Linked DNA regions of Triticum aestivum: region 1 is linked to region 2. The links are chromatin contacts, called in public Hi-C maps. All regions are on one chromosome and are shown on one strand. The core of a region is the stretch at or near the end of the contact, and the rest is flanking DNA. Distances in the headings are between cores, read along the strand shown. Region 1 has its middle 18 kb from the start of LOC123121573. Region 2 has its middle 130 kb from the start of LOC123121572.

Region 1 (5,704 bases), core at 1,301-3,800, 150 kb before region 2:
TCTTTTCTTCTTTAGCTAAGGAAAGCATAAGGAAAGCTCCATGAGAATTGAATAAGTTGAAATAAATAAGCGACAATTAAATGAGGCATTCAACCAAGGCACAACTTAATTTTTTGTATGCCTTCTTTTTACTGACGGTAAAGCAGAGAATACTTCCACAGTCACCGCGGACAAATTAAAACAAGACACATATTACTGAATGTACTTATATGTTCTAAAAGAAAATCCTAAAGTAGGAAGATAGTATATTATGGTGTCCCTACTGCCTACTATGTAATCTCCACTGATGAGACGCACTACAAAGATCCAATATTTTGTGCAACGTGTAGATGTAGGAAGAACTTCAAAGAATACCGCCTACAGTTTGAGCCGGCTTATCTTAATTTAGGCAAGTGTAGTAGGAAAAAATGAAGAGATTAATACGCAAAATTGCCTGTAGTTTATAGAATCAAATTAAAAACATAACTTCCAGCCATATCTTCAACAAGGAAATTTAACTTGAGCATCAGAGGGGAATTTATTGCTATACCTATAGGCTTTCGGTCCCTGTACAGCTAGTGCAAAGCAGTCACTGCTTTGATTTCTTCCCTGTCCTAACTCCCTTTGCACCACCAGAGTTTCTTAATTTCAAGGTGTGTATATACAGACAATTCGACTGTCCATGTGAATTTAAAGTACACAGATAAAGATACAAGAGAAGATGCAGCACCTGTTGTTCTTGGGGATCTTAATATGATCATCCTTTTCTTCAGCATCAAGCGAAGAAGCATCAGCCTGACCATCAAGGGTGACAAAACGGATCAGGAAGCAAAGATGTGTATATACAGCCTGGCTGCTTCGTCAGACTGGAGCACAGGTTCTTCTGGTGCAGCAGTTTTGTTTGCCTTGCCTGCTTTGTCAAACTTCATAAGCCCAAATGCACATACCAAAGTTTGTGGAATTCACAACCTAAGAAAAGTAAACTAAACCTTCTCCTCTAACGTGAAATTACTAATAAGAGGAAGCAGTTGGTACAGAAAAACTGCTGCAACTACGAAAGGAAAAACTGGAAATTTTAGCTACATATCCTCACAAAATTGCTCAAGTGTACTGAACCTGAATATACACACCTACGATTTAGCACTAACTTTACTACGGATTAGATTCCATTCACTATCATGTGTGGCTGCCACCATACGCAGCAGCCGACCGATCACAAGATAGATGATTAGCTATAACAAGGGGACAAATAGTTTAATTAGTGGTCAGCCTAACAAGAATCTAAACAATCAGTTGCGAAGAAGCAGTTACATCAGGGTGATGATTGGACCATGAACTGAGAGAGATGAGGAATATACCTAGTACAAATCCAATCACAGTTCCTTCTTTCTCATTGCTGATTATACCACCATTGCCATTAGGAACACCTACAAAATATGTGTTCACAACTCCTGAATATCCCATGAGAAATAGCAGCAATACAAATCGATGAAAGTGGACTAAAATAGATCATTTACTGTCGTAAAAATTCAATGAGTATGCCAACAGAAGAAAAGTAAACCAGGTAACGAACCACCACTAAACGAACAAGTTGGTGTACAAAATATAACCAATTAGGGTGTAAAAACATGACCTTGAACTTGCACCAAATCCAGAAATTGAAGAGCATTGTTTAAAGAAGAAGACATATGTAACACATGAAGAATGCAATCTTCTGACAATAACTACTCTCTGGCACACCAAAATAACATAGCCCCGTGTAGAACAAATGAACATGACTACCTTGAGAGAAAGAGAGAGAGAGAGAGAGAGAGAGAGAGATCACCTTTTTCTTCACCAAGATCTTCCTCAAGATTCATCCCCTTCTCCTTTTCTCTCAGATCTGCACACATGTGTTTAGAAAAAACCCATAAATCTAGGAGTAAAAACTGGGGAAGAAGATGAGACCTTGCTGCTCCTTACCTCATGGCCACCCCTCATCCTCCCCTGCTCCATGCCCACCATAAATACCACGCCACCCCTGCTCTCCAATGGCAATGACTTGCACGTGATCCAGAAGCACAACGCGCGGCGACAGCGAATCGAGAAACATGTAGAGAGATGGATGACGGTGCAGCTCCAGGGAAGGATTTGGCGGCCACGAAAAGGAGTCGCCGGCTAGGGTTCCGCCCCCATCCATGGCCTTCCTTGAGGACCGGGTGGACGACAGCGCGCTGGTGCCGGTGCCGCTGCGGATCTGGGCGTCGCTCCGCTCGATCTGGGCCTCCCCTCCCCTTCCCTTCCCTTCCTTTGGAGACGAAGGAAGGTGAGGGTGGAGCGGCGGCGCTGGAGGGAGAGGAGGCCACCGGAGTTTGGGTTGGGTGGCTGGGAGTCCAGGCAGAGGAGAGAGGAGCGGTGGTGGTTGGGGGTCGCGGGGGAGGAGAGCGGCGGCTAGGGTTCGTGCGCGTGGGGAGCGTTTCTTTCACTGTCGCTCGCTGCCCGCTCGATTCACTGGAGGAGAAAGCGGACGGGTGCGGGGCCTGCACGTTGAGCGCGGTGAGGTGGTTTTTTCGGTCGCGTGGTGCACTGCGCCCCCCACGCGCGGGCGCGGTGCGGTGGTCTTTTTCGTCTCGCGTGGTGCCATGCTCTCGAGGCATCGGCTGTGCCTAACACTTCTCGAGGCTTTATATGTTAGATATCAAACACGGCTCACAGACCATACTCCCTTTGGTCTTTTTACTTAGCGTATTCGATTTTTGTCAAGTCAAACTTTATAAATTTTGACCAAATTTATATTAAAAAATATCAACATCTGCAATACAAAATATACTATGAAACATAATGAATTTAACAATATTGATTTGGCATTCTGAATGTTGATACTTTTTTCTATAAATTTGGTCAAAGTAGATATACTTTAACTTCGGACAAAACATATACGCGAACTAAAAAGAAACAAACTTAAAAAAAAGACTAAAAAGAACCGGTGGAAGTATATCGAACAAAAACACCGGGCCAGCCCAGATGCCACGGTGGCACGGTCAACAACCATCGAGAAGGCCGCGAGGGGGGGACAAGACGACGGGAGAGCTCTTCGGCCGTCCGCAGACATCGTCGTTGCGTTAGGCCAACTCCACCGCACGACCCCAAACAGACGTCCGGTTTGGCCGGATTTTGTCCCTTTGAGGCGGCAATGGGTTCGCCCATGTCCGCGTCTGTCCGATGGGTCGTGGGTGCGCCCAGCGCGCGGCCGCATCCCAAATCTTGTCCGTGTTGGACGTGATTAAAAAACATAAAAACTTAAATAAAATGACTTTAAAAAATAAATAAACGCATTTAAAAAAACTTAAAACTTAAGTTAGGGTCATGGCCACAAAACGGCCAGTTTCACGTCCAACTTAGTGCCATAATTAAACATAAAAAAGAAAATAAAAACGGCCGCCGCCCGCGCGCTCCTGCCCGTTGAAAGGATCGAGAAGAGGTGTCTAGAGGGGGCTGAATAGACTCTTAGCAAGAAAAGTTGCAGTTTTTAAATTCTTTAAGTTGAAGTGGAGTTTTAGCACAAATTCAAACATTCACAATACATATCAAGCAAGCATGACAAGAGTATATGAGCAGCGGAAAGTAAATCATGCAAGTTGCAAGAATGTAAAGGGATGGGATTGGAGTGTGCAAACACAATTGGAGACACGGAGATTTTTTATCCGTGGTTCCGATAGGTGGTGCTATCGTACATCCACGTTGATGGAGACTTCAACCCACGAAGGGTAACGGTTGCGCGAGTCCACGGAGGGCTCCACCCACGAAGGGTCCACGAAGAAGCAACCTTGTCTATCCCACCATGGCCATCGCCCACGAAGGACTTGCCTCACTAGGGTAGATCTTCACGAAGTAGGCGATCTCCTTGCCCGTACAAACTCCTTGGTTCAACTCCACAATCTTGACGGAGGCTCCCAAGTGACACCTAGCCAATCTAGGAGACACCACTCTCCAAAAGGTAATAGATGGTGTGTTGATGATGAACTCCTTGCTCTTGTGCTTCAAATGATAGTCTCCCCAACACTCAACTCTCTCTCATAGGATTGGATTTGGTAGAAAGATGATTTGAGTGGAAAGCAACTTGGGGAAGGCTAGAGATCAAGATTTATGTGGTTGGAATGGAATATCTTGACCTCAACACAACTGTAGGTGGTTCTCTCTCAGAAAATGTATGTTGGAAGTGTAGGCATGTTCTGATGGCTCTCTCCACGAATGAAGAGTGGGTGGAGGGGTATATATAGCCTCCACACAAAATCTAACCGTTACACACAAATCACCAAACTCGGTGGGACCGAATTATAAAACTCGGTCGGACCGATTTGGTTCATAATGTGACCGTTAGGCATTTCGGTGGGACCGACATGATCAACTCGGTGGGACCGATGTGCTAGGGTTAGGGTAAAGCCTTATCTCAGTTGGACCGATTACACAAACTCGGTGGGACCGATTTGGGTAATAAGAAAAACAGAGAGTTGGCCAAGCAAACTCGATGGGACCGATTTCATATTTTGGTGAGACCGAAATTAATGCAATAGGCAACAGAGAGTTTGCAAGCCCATCTCGGTGAGACCGAGATCCCATCGGTGAGACCGAATTGATTAGGGTTTCTGGCAGTGGCTATGTCAAGAGAACTCGGTGGCGCCGGATAGAAAGTTTCGGTGGGGCCGAGTTTGACTTTTGGTTTGGGACATATGTGGATGTGAGAAAGTGGTTGAGGGCTTTGGAGCATATCACTAAGCACTTTGAGCAAGCAAGCCATTAAGCAACACCTCATCCCCTCTTAATAGTATTGGCTTTCCTATGGACTCAATGTGATCTTGGATCACTAAAATAGAAAATGTAGAGTCCTGAGCTTTGAGCTTGAGCCAATCCTTTGTCCTTATCATCTTGAAGGGGTTCCACATCCTCTAGTCCATGCCACTCCATTGTTGAACTTATCTGAAACATACTAGATGAAAACATTAGTCCAACAAGAAATATGTTGACATTAATTACCAAAATCACCCAGGGAGCACTTGTGTTTTCAATCTCCCCATTTTTGGTAATTGATGACAACATACATCAAAGCTTTAGATAAAGATATAGAGAATAACAAGTAAAGCTTTGGAAAGACATGTAACATGCATAGGCTCCCCCTATATGTATGCAATCATGTAAATATGGAATATAAGAGCATGTGAATGCATAAGCATGACAGAGTAAGCAATGTGTTACATGTATCTTGGCTATATGCATCAGAGCAAATGATGTAAGTATAGGAAATGTACCTTAATGCTCATGAGTCCTTCTTGCAAACAGTATGTACATCAGCAAGAAATCCTCATGCACATGAGTGTGATGCATATACTTACCTTGTGGTCTTGAGTTGGCTTAGAAAGGGATGAACCTGAGTAAACAAGGTTAGATAACACAGATACATCTACTAGCCAGAGCAAACAAAAGGAACCACAAGAGTACCAAGATTGGGATGATATGTAGAGTGTGAGCACTGGACACTCTATTAGATATAGACATGTCCCCAGAAGGTAAAGATACGCAATGAATTTGAAGATTTTCTTCCCTCCCTTAGATGTCTTGCTCCCCCTGAATCTTGTATGGGATACTGGGAGAAGATAGGGAACAGAAAATCAGAGCAAACCAAATAAGCAAACATGAACATGCCTTTTCCCCTCTAAAGACATGTGACTTCTCTCCTCTTTGAATACCA
Region 2 (5,102 bases), core at 1,334-3,833:
GGTCAATCAACTTGTTTCTAGGCACTAAATAAAAAGAAATCAAATACCACCAGTTTCTATAATTATTATTTTTTAGAAAATATTTTCTATAAATAATTTTTTTAGACAATAATATGGTATCTTGGGCGTGATGGTTATTGGGCCAAACCTGAAGGCGATTACTGTAACGACCTAGGATCGTATCAAAATCCATGTGGACTAACTTCTATTATAATTTATCTGCACGCGTATGGCTTATTCAGCGCCCTGGTTTTTACCCCGGTTTACAAAAAAAAAGTCTATTCAGATGGTTCAAACTCGTTCAATAGTAGAATACAAAGAAACAAATTCTTGAACGTAGATAAAACAATTCTGCCGGTTCAAATAATAGAATGTGAAAATCTTTTGTTCCAGACCTTTCCTAAGATATATAAACATGTGTATCTAAATGCAACTAAGCAAACAGAAAGCGGCTCATTGGCTTGTGCAACACCCCCTATGCGGGAGCTTTTGAGATCGAGTTTAGGCAGCAACAGTGCTACATTATTCTTTTTTTCTTTCTCTTTCTCACTTATAGGTGGGACCCACAAATAAGAGAGTGCGGGCCTGGCCTCGCTGGTGTGCCACGTAGGCAAAGTTAGCAGTAAGTTAACTGTCACTTACGGAAATGTATGTAAGTGTACCTCAAACACAAGTTTTAGGGTTAATTTGTGTCATTTTTCAACTTTATGTATGAATTTATACGCACCGTGCAAGTTTGTGTACTAATAGCGTAATTAACTCTTATTAATTTGTTTTTGCAAAACAGATGCACCTACCCATAGGTTTCAAACGTTCCCCTCCCAGTTAAGATATAGTACCACGTACCACTCTCGTTTCTTATGATTCATCTCAAGATTTTTAAGATGATGACAAGTGTCATCCTATCAAATTTTCGTACAACTTCTAGTTCCTACGCCATCAACCTATTGTATTGTAGCCGTAGTATGATTGACAGGTTACTCGCCGATAGAGTTGAGAAGTTTAACTGTTGACCATGTTGAAGAATGTACTCCCTCCGTTTCTTTTTAGTCTGCATATAAGACTTGGTCAAAGTCAAACTTTATAAAGTTTGATCAACTTTATAGAAAAAATATCAACATCTACAATACCAAAGCTATATGATATGAAAATTAATTTCATGATGCATCTAATAATATTGATTTCATAATGTGAATCTTGATTTTTTTTTATAAACTTAGTCAAAGTTAACAAGGTTTGACTTTGACCAAATCTTATATGTAGAGTAAAAAGAAACAAGGGAGTACTGTATCTCGGTCGCCATCTGTGGGGAATAAACAAAATAGTACACCATGGAGGGCACGGAGTACGGTATACAGAACCGTTGAAAAGAGAGTGCAGTATACAGAGCAGGGTCCACTGCACATAGTATTAACGAGGTCCGGTCCACATTTTCGAGTAGTGAACCTTGACGCTCCTCGATCCAAGGCATCCGCGTGATTACCTGGAAGGGAGCCTAAACTTAAGGCTTTTCCAAGCCTTGCCGATAGGCGCCTCATGGCTCATAAAGGAAGAGTAGCGCGCTAGCGCGGCTCGCTGCGTTTGCAGCGCAGGGGAGTGCAATTCTCACTGACTGCATCATCTCCTAGGGTACTTATCGGCTCTCTGAAACACTGCACGATTCGAGTCCTACATGATGATCGGCGGCAGCCAAAACCATGGCATGCACGCAGGGAGACGCAGAGGGCATCCCATGATTCTCCTCGAGGTACTACTACTCCATAGTGTGGGCACATAGTACTGGTACGACCACGTAGCATTAGCTGTTCGTTCCATTAGTTGTTTTATAAGTTGTCTCAAAGCTGCTCCATTTCTGTAGCAAGCAGACCTCATGAGCTAGCCGTCAAAGATCTCATGAGCAATCTGCCAGCTAACAACTCCCCCTGGATCTTCCCTCTGGCACATGATCCACTGATCCGATCGGGTAAAAAGGAGGAAAAAGGTCTCATGCTAGTATGCTACGTAGCACTAGCTTCAAGTGTCCGAAGACCGTGACCAGAGAGCCAAAGGCTTGAACGAGCTAGTTTTCGCTTTTCTCGGCTGTCACGCACTGCACTAGGCCGGCCGCTAGCTAATGATCGGGCTACGTACAAAACAAAACAGCCACCAACTGCATGCATGCAGAGCAGTTTTTTGCTGGCGCGCTGGGGCCGGACGATCGAGTCCGTCTCAAGAGGCAGCAGCGAGCGCAGCTAGGTCGAGACATAGGATCCCTTTACGCATTGACGGGGGCTGCAGCGCGGCCCAGGGCGCCTGCCCTGCTTTTCGTGCCGTGGCAGCCTGCCTGCCCCGAGTGCAGGCCGGCGCTTCACGTACACCGGGTCGTCGTCGCTGCCTGCGCTCCCCGGGCCGGCGGAGAGAAACGGTCAAGGTTGATGTCGCTTCGGCCGGTCGTTCGGTCTTGTCCAGCCCTGCCCGACGCCGTGTCGTGTCATGGACGACGTGAACCTGAACCCAATCAATCACGCACCCGCATGGCCGCATCCGTTCATACTTACTTCATAACCGGTACTACTATCATCCATGGTTCGGTGGTCATGTGTGGGCCGATGGTCCAGCAGAGCGAGCATCTCATCAGTCATCAGTGGGGGGATGCGCCTTCAGCTGGATGATCGATCACTCGATCAGGTCTTGCTCATCATGGAAATCTCTGAATCTGCCAGGCACACATGGACGATGGTCCATGCATCAACCTGCATCGCTCCAGCCAAGCCAAGAATCATCACCCCGACCTGACCTGACTGTGACTCCGTCCAAAAAGGAAAGGGGAAGAATCATCACCCTAGAACCAACTCAGCCGGGCAGGGCAGGACCGCCGCGTATCGCCGTCCCCGGCCGCCACGGCGCCATCCTCGCTCTCGTTCAAAAGGCGCGGCAGCACCATCCCGCGAGATGAAATTTCTTATATTTTTGGGTGGGGTATCTCGCACACTGAATGATTGGGCCCTCTGCTAGCCCGTTTTGTTCGCATCTGCTGCACAGTGCAGAATCCAAGAAAAAGCCCACGCCACTCCATCACCAAGCATCGATGACCCTCTGCTGAATTCATCGATCGGCTGGGTGCGGTGCGGTGCGGTGCAGTGCCGCCGGCGAATAATTTGCTTGATGATTGATCGTCTCGCCCCTGCGCCGGCCGCACGATCGAGGCAGGCAGAGGCGAGGGAATTGTTGGCACCGGGATTGTGCGGCCTGAGTCGTAATGATTCACCTGCCTGCCTGCTCGGTCAGACCAGACGACGAGAGACGAGCCGTAGCGAGCAGCGGAGCACTAGGCTAGGCTGCAAAGCAAGAAAACTGCCGACTGCAGGTCGGGTGCAGCCCACAATGCGGCTCTGCAAATATTCTGATCCTGTGTGTATCCGTGACGAAACTGCTTTGCATACGATGCTTTTCTCGTCCGAACGGTATGACCAGAGAGCAAAATCATCTGTAGATACTATGGCCCACAAACTGAACTATTTATAATTATCTCTAGTCGTAGGGCAGAAAACTCGTCGTACGCATAGCAAGGTTCTATCCGTGAATATTCGGTCTTGTGCTCATGGCTGCTCTGTCAGAGAGAATGATTACCTCTCACGGTGACCCTTCTTTTTTTCGAGTAAAACCTCTCACGGTGACCTGTGTGTGTGAACTGCAACGCAACGTGTGAAGGAAATCGCATTGTTTCTCATTTTCTCAATCGTTTTTTCTCTCTTTCGGCCCATTACGAACTATTAGGCCTGCATTCGGCCCAGAAGTCTAATATGAAAAGGACTCAAACGAAGCGGGGGCTATGTACCAATGAAGGCAGGGATTTTCTTTCTTATGTTTTAGGATTGGCAAGAGGATGGCTGCCTCGGCTTCAAAGCCGTTGGAGAATGTGCTCTTATCACTACAGGGACACGAGAGAAATTTCTCGAAGGTAGTATTAAAGGAAAGGGGCATTATCGGTGTTAGCGACAAAGAGATGGTTTGCATTATAGATACGAAAAGGGGGCATGCCTGGATACAATAGTAAAAAAAAGGGACCAACCTCCGTCTCGCATGAAACGCTTGCCTTAGCAAGCCAGTACAGTATGGCAATTTTGGGAATATTTTACATATTGGTAAAAACCGGTTTTAGAACCTTTCATATGATTTTGTCCTTTTTCTTCTGATTTTTCACTATTCTGTATGTTTCTCTAATGTTTTTAATCGGTTTATTTTAGTTTTCTTTTGGTTCTTATACATTTTTGTTTTGTTTTTTATTTTCCCCCTTTTAAGTACATATCAACTTTCATTTAAATATATGTTGCTATTTTCTCATCCACAAGTTTAACCTTTTTGTGTTACACATTAAACAATTGTCAAGTACACATGAACAGTTTTTAATACACATTGTCCTTTTTCCAGATACACGTTTAACACTTCTTGAACACATGTTTGATAATTTTTTCATACATGGTGTACATTTTTTAACATACATTGAATTCTCCCTTCGTCCCAAAATGCAGGACCATTTTTTGATAGTGCTAACAATGATATTACATTTCAGATGAAAGCAGTATTTTTTATAAATTTCGTCAACGTTTTTTAAACGTGCGAAGCAGTTGTTAAGAGTTAGATTTTTTTTTAAATCATAAACATTTTTTGATTGGCCTGAAACTACTTTTAAAATTACGCACACACTTTTTTTTACATTATTCCAAATGTTCGGTAATGTCACAAACATTTTTAGAAAGATGTGACAAATATTTTTTTGAATAGTACGAAACTTGCGATATTGAGGGGATAAATACCAACTAATCAAGAGACATAAGACGGTCCACAAAGCAATTGATCATGATCAATTTTTAAGCCCACTTGGATACTGAGCATTTACCCACAAGCATAGAATTATTTTTAATAAGTAGTTGTAGATGCAACTTCAGAAAAGAGAATCTGATAAAGCTATAAACATCTTCCATGATCTTATTTCTTTCACTCTTGCTCGAGACGGAATTACGCAGAGGTCTTTAATATTGTATAATCATTCCTTATTTATTCCACAAACAGATTATAATGTGTGAACATTTTTAAATGTCGCAATTCATTCTATAAACATC

The links. A called contact is a pair of places that touch in the nucleus more often than the background predicts.
Region 1: a contact with region 2 is called in a Hi-C map of an unstated tissue, with 7 times the contacts expected there. The contact joins two enhancer-like sites. A contact is called at or near these places in 3 of 5 Hi-C or Micro-C datasets (leaf and an unstated tissue) and 1 of 1 datasets of contacts at active chromatin or transcription factors (leaf).

What each region holds. Positions count from the first base shown.
Region 1 is chr5D:336,087,732-336,093,435 of IWGSC CS RefSeq v2.1, reverse strand. No RefSeq gene overlaps it. Among protein-coding and RNA genes, the nearest start is that of LOC123121573, 18 kb to the right of the region's middle. Within about 2 kb of position 2,550, at least 6 of the 8 cell types and tissues checked have an H3K27ac peak or open chromatin away from gene starts, as enhancers often do.
Region 2 is chr5D:335,934,347-335,939,448 of IWGSC CS RefSeq v2.1, reverse strand. No RefSeq gene overlaps it. Among protein-coding and RNA genes, the nearest start is that of LOC123121572, 130 kb to the right of the region's middle. Within about 2 kb of position 2,583, at least 1 of the 8 cell types and tissues checked has an H3K27ac peak or open chromatin away from gene starts, as enhancers often do.